3 separate regions of the Sus scrofa genome follow, and all the other regions are linked to region 3. A link is a contact called in public HiChIP or PLAC-seq and promoter capture Hi-C data. All regions are on one chromosome and are shown on one strand. The core of a region is the stretch at or near the end of the contact, and the rest is flanking DNA. Distances in the headings are between cores, read along the strand shown. Region 1 overlaps LOC106507939. Region 2 holds the start of LOC106507939. Region 3 overlaps STARD13 (stAR-related lipid transfer protein 13).

Evidence for each region. Promoter capture Hi-C pulls out the DNA fragments that hold promoters and counts their contacts. HiChIP or PLAC-seq counts read pairs in DNA pulled down with a chosen protein or histone mark.
Region 1: an H3K27ac HiChIP or PLAC-seq map of skeletal muscle shows a contact between it and region 3, with 4 times the contacts expected there. The contact joins two enhancer-like sites. A contact is called at or near these places in 3 of 47 Hi-C or Micro-C datasets (epiblast stem cells, fetal skeletal muscle and mesenteric adipose tissue) and 1 of 2 datasets of contacts at active chromatin or transcription factors (skeletal muscle).
Region 2: a promoter capture Hi-C map of liver shows a contact between it and region 3, with 8 times the contacts expected there. The contact joins the promoter of LOC106507939 here to the enhancer-like site in region 3. A contact is called at or near these places in 4 of 5 promoter capture datasets (fetal liver, fetal skeletal muscle, liver and 1 more), 18 of 47 Hi-C or Micro-C datasets (alveolar macrophages, brain, embryonic fibroblasts and 10 more) and 2 of 2 datasets of contacts at active chromatin or transcription factors (alveolar macrophages and skeletal muscle).

The regions. Positions count from the first base shown.
Region 1 is chr11:10,040,096-10,042,795 of Sscrofa11.1, forward strand. The region is part of intron 3 of LOC106507939; the gene reads left to right. Among named protein-coding and RNA genes, the nearest start is that of RFC3, 110 kb to the right of the region's middle. Within about 2 kb of position 1,411, at least 16 of the 83 cell types and tissues checked have an H3K27ac peak or open chromatin away from gene starts, as enhancers often do. A contact at or near this core is called in skeletal muscle, where this site is marked.
Region 2 is chr11:9,911,371-9,914,203 of Sscrofa11.1, forward strand. It overlaps LOC106507939, which reads left to right and starts at 1,402. Exons shown (of 4, transcript XM_021065188.1): 1 at 1,402-1,952. The coding sequence starts at 1,481. The region is part of intron 1 of LOC110255744 (a long non-coding RNA gene); the gene reads right to left.
Region 3 is chr11:9,637,878-9,640,577 of Sscrofa11.1, forward strand. The region is part of intron 1 of STARD13 (stAR-related lipid transfer protein 13); the gene reads right to left. Among named protein-coding and RNA genes, the nearest start is that of STARD13, 99 kb to the right of the region's middle. Within about 2 kb of position 1,309, at least 34 of the 83 cell types and tissues checked have an H3K27ac peak or open chromatin away from gene starts, as enhancers often do. A contact at or near this core is called in brain, epiblast stem cells, fetal liver and 4 more, where this site is marked.

The DNA of each region.
Region 1 (2,700 bases), core at 161-2,660, 400 kb after region 3:
ATTGTGGATCTTTAACCAACTTGGTCTATCCTAAGGTGACTTTAAAACTGTGTGCTTTTTCTACCACAGGGAGTGGTGATTAAGAACATGTGTTTGTAAGTCCAAAAGCTGTTTCCCACGATTTCAAATTAAGAAAATTAAAAAAAAATGGGTATCATGGATTCTTATGTTGGGTTAGTCACAGCCCCGCCCAGCGATTTTTGAAATCCAGTGTTATGACATTTGATTCTAGTTTTCACTTTCAAAATTATAGCTGAGCCAGTTTAAAATGTTTACTTTTATACCAAGCATTATATGTTCCACATGTTCTATAGAGTTGCTCTCTAGGTAAATTTCATTTTATCTAAAATCATTAGTCACTGGTGTAATTAGCCTCAAATATATCAATGTATTGCTTTTCCTATTTGTTTTTAATTTTCATATAGAACTAACTTCCTCGAAGACTTGTCTTCCTTTTATTCAGTTCACTGTACTTAAGATTTAGCATATACTTTAAAAAATAGATTTTTAACATCTTGGTCTGATGTAACTGACAGCAGGAAAGTACCTGGGTTACAATTTGGAATTATAAATATAACTTTTATATATATTTTTCTCTCCATGTTCAGTGAATCTCTTCTCTCTCTCTCTCTCTCTCTCTCTCTCTCTCTCTCTCTATATATATATATATATATATATATATATATATATGCTTGGAACAGTACCTGGCATGAATATATATCTGGCATGAATATTCCAAGTGCTTTATGAACATCAGTCGTTTAATTCTAGTAATAATTCCATGATGTGATACTGTTATTGCCCCCATTTTACAGGTGGGGAAACAGGCACGTAGAGATTAAGTTATAATCCCCTATAGCTGATAAACGCAGAGCCTGGATAGACTCTCATTCTTATTTATTTCAATTCTGTTCATATTCATTTTCACTAGCTACACCCTAATTTCCAGTATAATATAATTCATTTTCCCCAAAAATGTCCCTCACATGCAAGGGTATCCAGCATTCATTATTAAGGAAAACATGAACTTTGAGCTGCAGGAATCTATTTCACAAGATTCTCTAGTGACCAAAAGTAAGGATTTGCAGGACCTTCAGCTGGATCAAGGGTGCAGGAAGAGAACCAAGCCAACGCCTCCGGGGATCAAACCCAGAGCCTCTGAAGCACTGTGAGCTCACCCACTGAGCACCTAGCCAGCTGTACAACCGCATGTGTCCATGATCAAAGCAAAGTTTTAGGTGGTTTCTTTCCATTTTTTTCCTGTGTCTAACCCCAAGTCACTTTTTCTGTTAAGCTTTATTTTCTCCTCTGTACTTTGTAGCTCAGCTCTGAACCCAAGTGCTTGCTGCTCTCACACACTCTTGCCTATTTAGGAGCAAACTCCGTCTGTTCCATTTTCCAGCCAGGAGTGCTCCAGTGGAGAGGACACTTCTGGGCATTCTGCCTGTGCGAGGCCAGAATGTGCTGCTTGAAGAGGACCTCCTTTTAGTGCTCAGAAAACAACCTTTCCAGCTTATTAAAGTCAGCTCTTGCCCTATTTTTAGTTCAACTGGTAAGAAAAGAAAGCTGTGTAAATGTGGAACTGAAGTTCTAGAATCACTGGGCCATTGGAACCCCATATGATCCTGGTTATTTAATCTAGCCTCTGTTACTAGATGACTGAACACTTTATGCCAGTCCTAAAATGATGAGATTCTATCCTATTTGAAAAGATTCTCATGTGGGGGCAGGAAGCATATCGGAAGTCTCTATACTTTACCTTCAGTTTTGCCGTGAATCTTAAATTGCTCTTAAAAAACACAAAGTCTCAACACACCCACACCTCCCACCCCTCCACCCACACACAGTAATGAGTGTAACTAAAATAGAGGGAGTAGAAGAAACATCCTGGAAAATAAAGCCAAAGTAGTAATATGAAAAAAAGGCTCTAAGAATAGGTGTTTCTTTGTTTGTCATGTGATAGACATCGTTTATGTTTGCTGGGCTGAAGCTTAGTCATCTCTGTATCTAACTTTGAGTCATTTATCAAATCTCAAGGTAGTCATAATTTCCAAAGGAATACCTTTTGATCCCCACATAGATTAATGGCCAAGTCACGAACTTGTTATACCCTGTACCCCTACGTAACACTCAACAGGAATAAAAGAACCATTTGATACTGTTGGCTTAATGCGTATCCTCCTTCAGTACAAAGGAGCTCCAAAGGTCAGCGCTGCGTCTCTCATGCTCACCTACTCTATCCCAGTACCCAGCCCTGCACCTAGCACTTCTTAATTGCTAAAAAGTGCTCATCAAAAGACCACTGAGTTTAGTAGATAGAAGAAAATGAAAGAAAGTGCGGCTTTTAGCTCTGTGTTCATAGCTGGTTAGTACACTAGGATATTAGTAATCAGCTCCTTTCTCTCCTGTCTCAGGAAGATACCTGCCCCCAGATGAGTACATAGGTAAAATCAGTATTTAATTCTTCTCACAAAGTGTTCCCTCTTTGTGAGTGGCTCCTTCTTTGGCTGAGCTTCTTGGGAAACAATGTCTCTTCGGTGGTCAGTGACCCACAGCGAAGTGCGGTCCAGTGTGTGGTCACTACTTTATGACATTAGAGATTCAGACACCATAGAAGTAGTCATTTTTTGATCAGTGTGTGGGCTCCATTCTAGTTTTTACAAACCCAGATATGCCTTCATGGCTTCCTGTGATCAAACT
Region 2 (2,833 bases), core at 152-2,651, 270 kb after region 3:
TCAATTAAGTAAATAATTCCTTACACTGGGAAGCACTATGCTAGGGTAAATTACTAGTATAATGGTGGCAAAATTAAGCACTCTTTCTTTCAATTTAAGGTTGTTTGTACATGAAATATAGGGAAGACAGGAACATAAAGTTAAAATAAGCAGCTAAATGCAATATATCCCAAAACAAAACATCTAATGAAGAATTTATTCCTTATTCTACACATTCAGTTTGAGGTCTAAAACCTGTTTTTCCCCAGTTTCCAAATCAGTGTTTCCACATCCATTGCCCCTTTAGCTCTGACCTTTGCTTTCATGTGTTTCCTAATGTCTTCCATTATGTGCCGCCTGCATCTAGCCTCCTGCTCACACACTGTGATCAGTCCCCAATGATCCTGCCCAATTTTTTTTGGTTTCTCACATAAATGTACATCATGGGACTCCTCCACTGACAGTAGCTTTCTTCACAACACCTGTTACCAAAACCCACCAAAGGGTTTTAACCAAAAACTATAAAATGTCTTTATGTGGCTACTCCAGACAATCTTTTATTCCCCAATCTTCCCATTTCTCTCAGTATAACTCTTTTAAATAAATCTCTATTCCTTTCAATCTGGCTTTCACAAGGACTCAAGTTTTTACGTAGGCCGCAGATTGGAAGGAACTCTGAAATACAAAGATAAAAGTGTCTACCAAGAAATTTCTTGGGAGAACTGGGTACCTTGCTGCTAACACTTTCAGAATTGGTCTAAAATTAAAGTTGGATTAGTATGGCTTCACAGAGAATTTATTTTTGCTACCTTTGGTCGTTTCGATGCTGCATTTAAAAACCAAACCAAACCAGGGCACTCTCACGAGTTCCTAGATCCGTCCTTTAAAAGTGGTTTGCCCCTGTCTTGTAAAAATGGAAATGGAGAATTCTTCTCCTTTCGAACGGTTTGCACAAGCGGCCTTCCCGTAATTAATATTTGATAAAGACCAAGACACCATAAAACAAAGAACATAAAATGTTACTGACAAAAACGTGACGATAAAGCCGATGAACTCCATGAGTTCTTGAGAAGCACTGCTAAAAAACCAAGACATGCTTCCTGACATAATTAAAAAGCGTTTTTAGGTTCCACGTGAAGAATGTATCTGCCCACGTTCCTTTTCACGAGTGACACTCCTACTGCCTCAGGACGGATGCTTAACGACACTTTGGGTGGATCAAGCCGGTGCAGGAAGAGATTTAGAGGGAAAGGCTGGGTCCAGCCCAGCACTGGGACCGCGCCCAGCAGGCATCTGGATCGCTTAAGACTCAAGGGGAAAATAAAGCTCGCGTTTTTACCTCACATACCATTAACTTTCCACAGAGATTTCCAGAAACCTCACTCACAGCCAGAAACCCCAACCCTGTGGGCGGGAGGGGATGGAGGGGGGGAAAAAAAAAAAACACAAAAAACCTACTACGCCACCATTTCCGCCTTGCCGGGCCAACAAACGTGCAAAGATGGAGAAAGACGCACGTCCCGGCAGCGCCTACGTCCCCAAAACGCGCAAGTGCGAGCGAGGTCCCGCCCCCTCGCGCCCCCAGCGAGGCGCGCGCACCAGAAACCAGCCCCCCGCTGGCGCCGCCCCGGGCTTCCGCCCCGAGGCCCGACGGTCGCTGTTCGGTTCCGGTTCTAGTCCCGCCCTCACGCGGGAACCCTCCAGAAATCTTAATATCCGGGACCCGAGGCCGCCGGCAGCGCGCATTTCCGGCGACAGAAAGGATCCGGTGACGCCTCTTCCCTTCTCTCCTGCCGCCCAGGCTCCGGCTCTCGGTGCGGCAGCGCCATCTGGTGCCGAGTGTCTCGCCGCCCGCGGAGGGGGCGCGCGCCTTTCGGAACCTTCCAGAGAAAACGCGGCCCCGGTTCTGCTCTGTCCCGCCCTCGGGAAGGGAGCGACCAGAGGCTCCGCCCTGCCGAGTTCCCGCGCAGGAGGTACTTTGCAGCACTTTGAATTGGTAGCTGCTTGTATGTGTTAGCTTGAAAATACCCGAGATGGAGCGGAAACGGAGTTCTTTCTCTAGTTTTAAGCCCAGAAAAAAAGCAGGTCTTTTTTTGTCTCCTCATACTTTGCTCTTGAGTCCTTCTCAATCATCCCTGCGTCGATTTCTTAGTCTTTTGGGACCGGGCTCCACCATTTCTTGCTTGGTGGGAAGATGGCACAGGTGTTGTGTCTTAGATTGGTTTCTGCTGTAAGAGGTTTTGTTTCCCTTTGATGATTAAACATACAGCGTACGTGTTTGGAGCCCCTGAAGGAGGGGAGAATTTCATGGATAACTTTTTAAAAAATAGGCCAAGGAAATTTCCGAAAGGTAGCCTCAGAAACACTCCGGATAAATATAGACTTGTTCGTGTGTCATATTTCTCTTAGATAACGGACGGGGAAAAGAAAACCTTTCCCCTAAGTTAGCAAAATCAATGTAAATTCTTCCTTGATGAATTTTTGCTTAAGAACCTCGATTTTCCTGGAAGTTTGAGGCCTGATTGTTTGGTAGTGAGCAATGGGTTGTTCTTAGGGCTTTACCAGAACGCGGCTTAACTGAGTATTTTAAGTGGAAGTTAGTGAAGGAAGTTTCCTGTAGCCTTCAGCGCCTACTGAAAGCACTGCTTCACTGGGCGATTCTCCTGCGGCAGCGATTCTCAAACGTGAGCATGCATCAGGTGTCCCTGGAAGACTTGTTAAAATAGATTGGCCTTAACCTGAAAGATTTTAACTGGGAAAGGCTGGGGGTAGAGCTGAATAATCACGACTCTGATAAATTCTCTGGTGATAACTTAAGCTGTGGGTAGTAGCACCACACTTGGAATAATTTATA
Region 3 (2,700 bases), core at 59-2,558:
ACCATTGTTCCTATTTTCCATGCCTTCAAACACACCACTATGCTACTGAATTAAAAGCCTGACGAAGAATACATTTGGGGGATTGCCTGGTGCCCGTAGGTCACACCAGTTTTATACGTTTGAATACAAGCTTCCCGAAGTTCCACCACATGTCCACTAGAGGCCTGTGAAGAGCTTTTTTCCCCCACCACAGTCTCGCAACCAAAAAGGCCAGAATTAACAAGTAGTATTGATCCAGTATCAGTAAGGCAAAGATCAAACGGATAGATAACCTCGTAAAAAGCACCTTAATGGTGGGTAACGTAACCTTCCTTCAAAGCTCCAGGACACTGAGGTGGGAAACTTACAAAACTCCTAACACGTAACTGGAAAAGCTAAGTTACAAGAGGTAGGGTTTGGAAGCCTTCGGCAACCATCCAGAAAGCCACCAGGCTCTGGCCGGCTCGGACCAGGTGGCAACACGCACCATGTGGTGAAAGAGCAGTTATAATAATTACCAGTGTCCTGGGGGGGGGCAGGGGGGCTTCTGAGGAAAGGGGGCTTTCAGATCCTCAAGCACATACCACATACAAAAGGCATAGAGGCCCCCAGGGAAGGTTCCTGGGAGGGAGAGCAAACAAAGTCCTATTGCAGACCCTCGAAGGGCCAAGGAGGGGCTGCCTAAAAGGCGGCTCCAAGGGAGCCAATGGGGAGGCAGGTGAGGAACAGTGGCAACGCAGAGACCCAGAGCGAAAGAGACCCTCCACGTGGAGGGAGAGAGGGCGACTTCAAGCCAAACGCCAAGCACATCCAATCCGCAAAGACGACAGCAGCCTGACTGTGTGCACAGCAGCAGTGAACAGGAGGGAAGCCTCCCTGCCACAGGCTCACCACCCCGTCAGACTCAAAACAGGGCCTCTTGTCATGTGTCAAAAAACAAACAAAAGCACATCAGCGTGCACATCCACCACACCACACACACGTACACACACACACACCACCTCTCATCTATTTACCGAAACGGCCTGTTTTTCACTAGGCTTGGTTAATTAGCAATCAGAAAAGAGTTGCGGCTGAGTTTGAAGAAAGAACCCTTTGTTTGGAAAACCTGTGAAAATATTCCCTCGGCAGCTTGTAACTTTCCCTGCAGATCACCCCGGGCCTGAGGACAAGCCAGGTGCCAGAGGCCTCTGTGATCCCACACAGAGCTCACAAAGGCAGCTCTCTTTGTTGTCCCCTAGGAGTTAAGCCTTAATGGGTTTACAATATGCAGGCTTTTGGGGAGAGCGGCTTGGCGGTAGTTGCCTGCTGCCAGAAACGGAGCAGAGACCAGGCCTGGTGCAGCCCACAGCTGCTGTGGCGGCTCCACTGGAGGGAGGAGCAGTTGCCTGGGGCATTTCAAAGATGTGCAAGAACACAGGGAGACGCTATGACTCCTGGAAGTGAATCTGCAATGACTGCGAGCAGAGGGTCTGCCCACATGATAGGGGAAGGATCTCGGAGCCATGGCCCTGTGCTGAAGACCATGGCAAAGGGGGATTCTCGGAGTCTCTGTGTCCCCCATCAAGTCCTCTGTGGGAAAAGCATTCAATTATAAAGTAATATCATTGTCTGCTGCTAGTGAGCTTTATGTTGCCACAGTCCTGCCTGACTTCTAAACCTCAACAATCACAATGTGGACAGGAATAAGCCAGCGCCTCTGACCTTGGTTACAAAGAAAAATGGGTGCGGCACTTCGGCTGGAACCATGGCAACCACTCATCCCAGTCCCCTGGGTTTCCAGAGATGTCCACCCGAACCCTGCCTCCAGTGTGTCCTCATCCGGCCCCATTTCAGAAAATCTTCACCTTAAGCTGAGACACACGGATGGTGGGATAATGCCGAACGATATTAAGAGCGGCGATTTCACAATCTTTTGTAAAATATACCCACTGTTTTTTCCCCCCCATTATCCTTCCAATCTATGTCTGCTTTTTGATACACGGAATTGTCTTTTGCGGAAATCTCAGTCTCTTCCCTGTTATCCATATGTTAATTCATCTGAGAATCATCCTATCTCTTCCCCCCCGCCCCTGCTTTTTAGGGCTGCACCCGTAGCATATGGAAGTTCCCAGGCCAGGGGTCCAGTTGGGAGCTGTAGCTGCCAGCCTACACCACAACCATAGCAATGCGGGATCTGAGTTGCGTCCTCGACCTACACCACAGCTCCCAGCAACACCAGATCCTTAACCCACTGAGCGAGACCAGGGATTGAACCCGAATCCTCATGGATCCTAGAAGGCTCGTTAACCGCTGAGCCATGAGAGGAACTCCCTCACACCATCTGTTCTAAAACACTGTATGCTTGGTCCATTATGATGCCAAGACTCACTCTTTACTCATTTTGTGTCTGAATTATGTGCTTCTTCAGTTCAAGCAAAAGACTCTTCAGTATACCCCTGACATGCAAAGCACCAGCTAGATACTGTGGAGAAGACAAGGACCACAAGTGCAAGATGCTAAAAATCTGGTGAAGACAATAGAAACACTGGGAGACAATTTGGAGAAGGGCTAAGACGGAGGTGTAATCAGAATGCTGTGGGTATATAAGGAAGAGAAAAAATAACCCCTAACTCCCACTGCAGAGATTGGGCCATTGATTTTCCTTATTTACTTACTGGCTGCACGTGCAGCATATGGAAGTTCCTGGGCTAGGGGTTGAATGTGAGCCACAGCAATGAC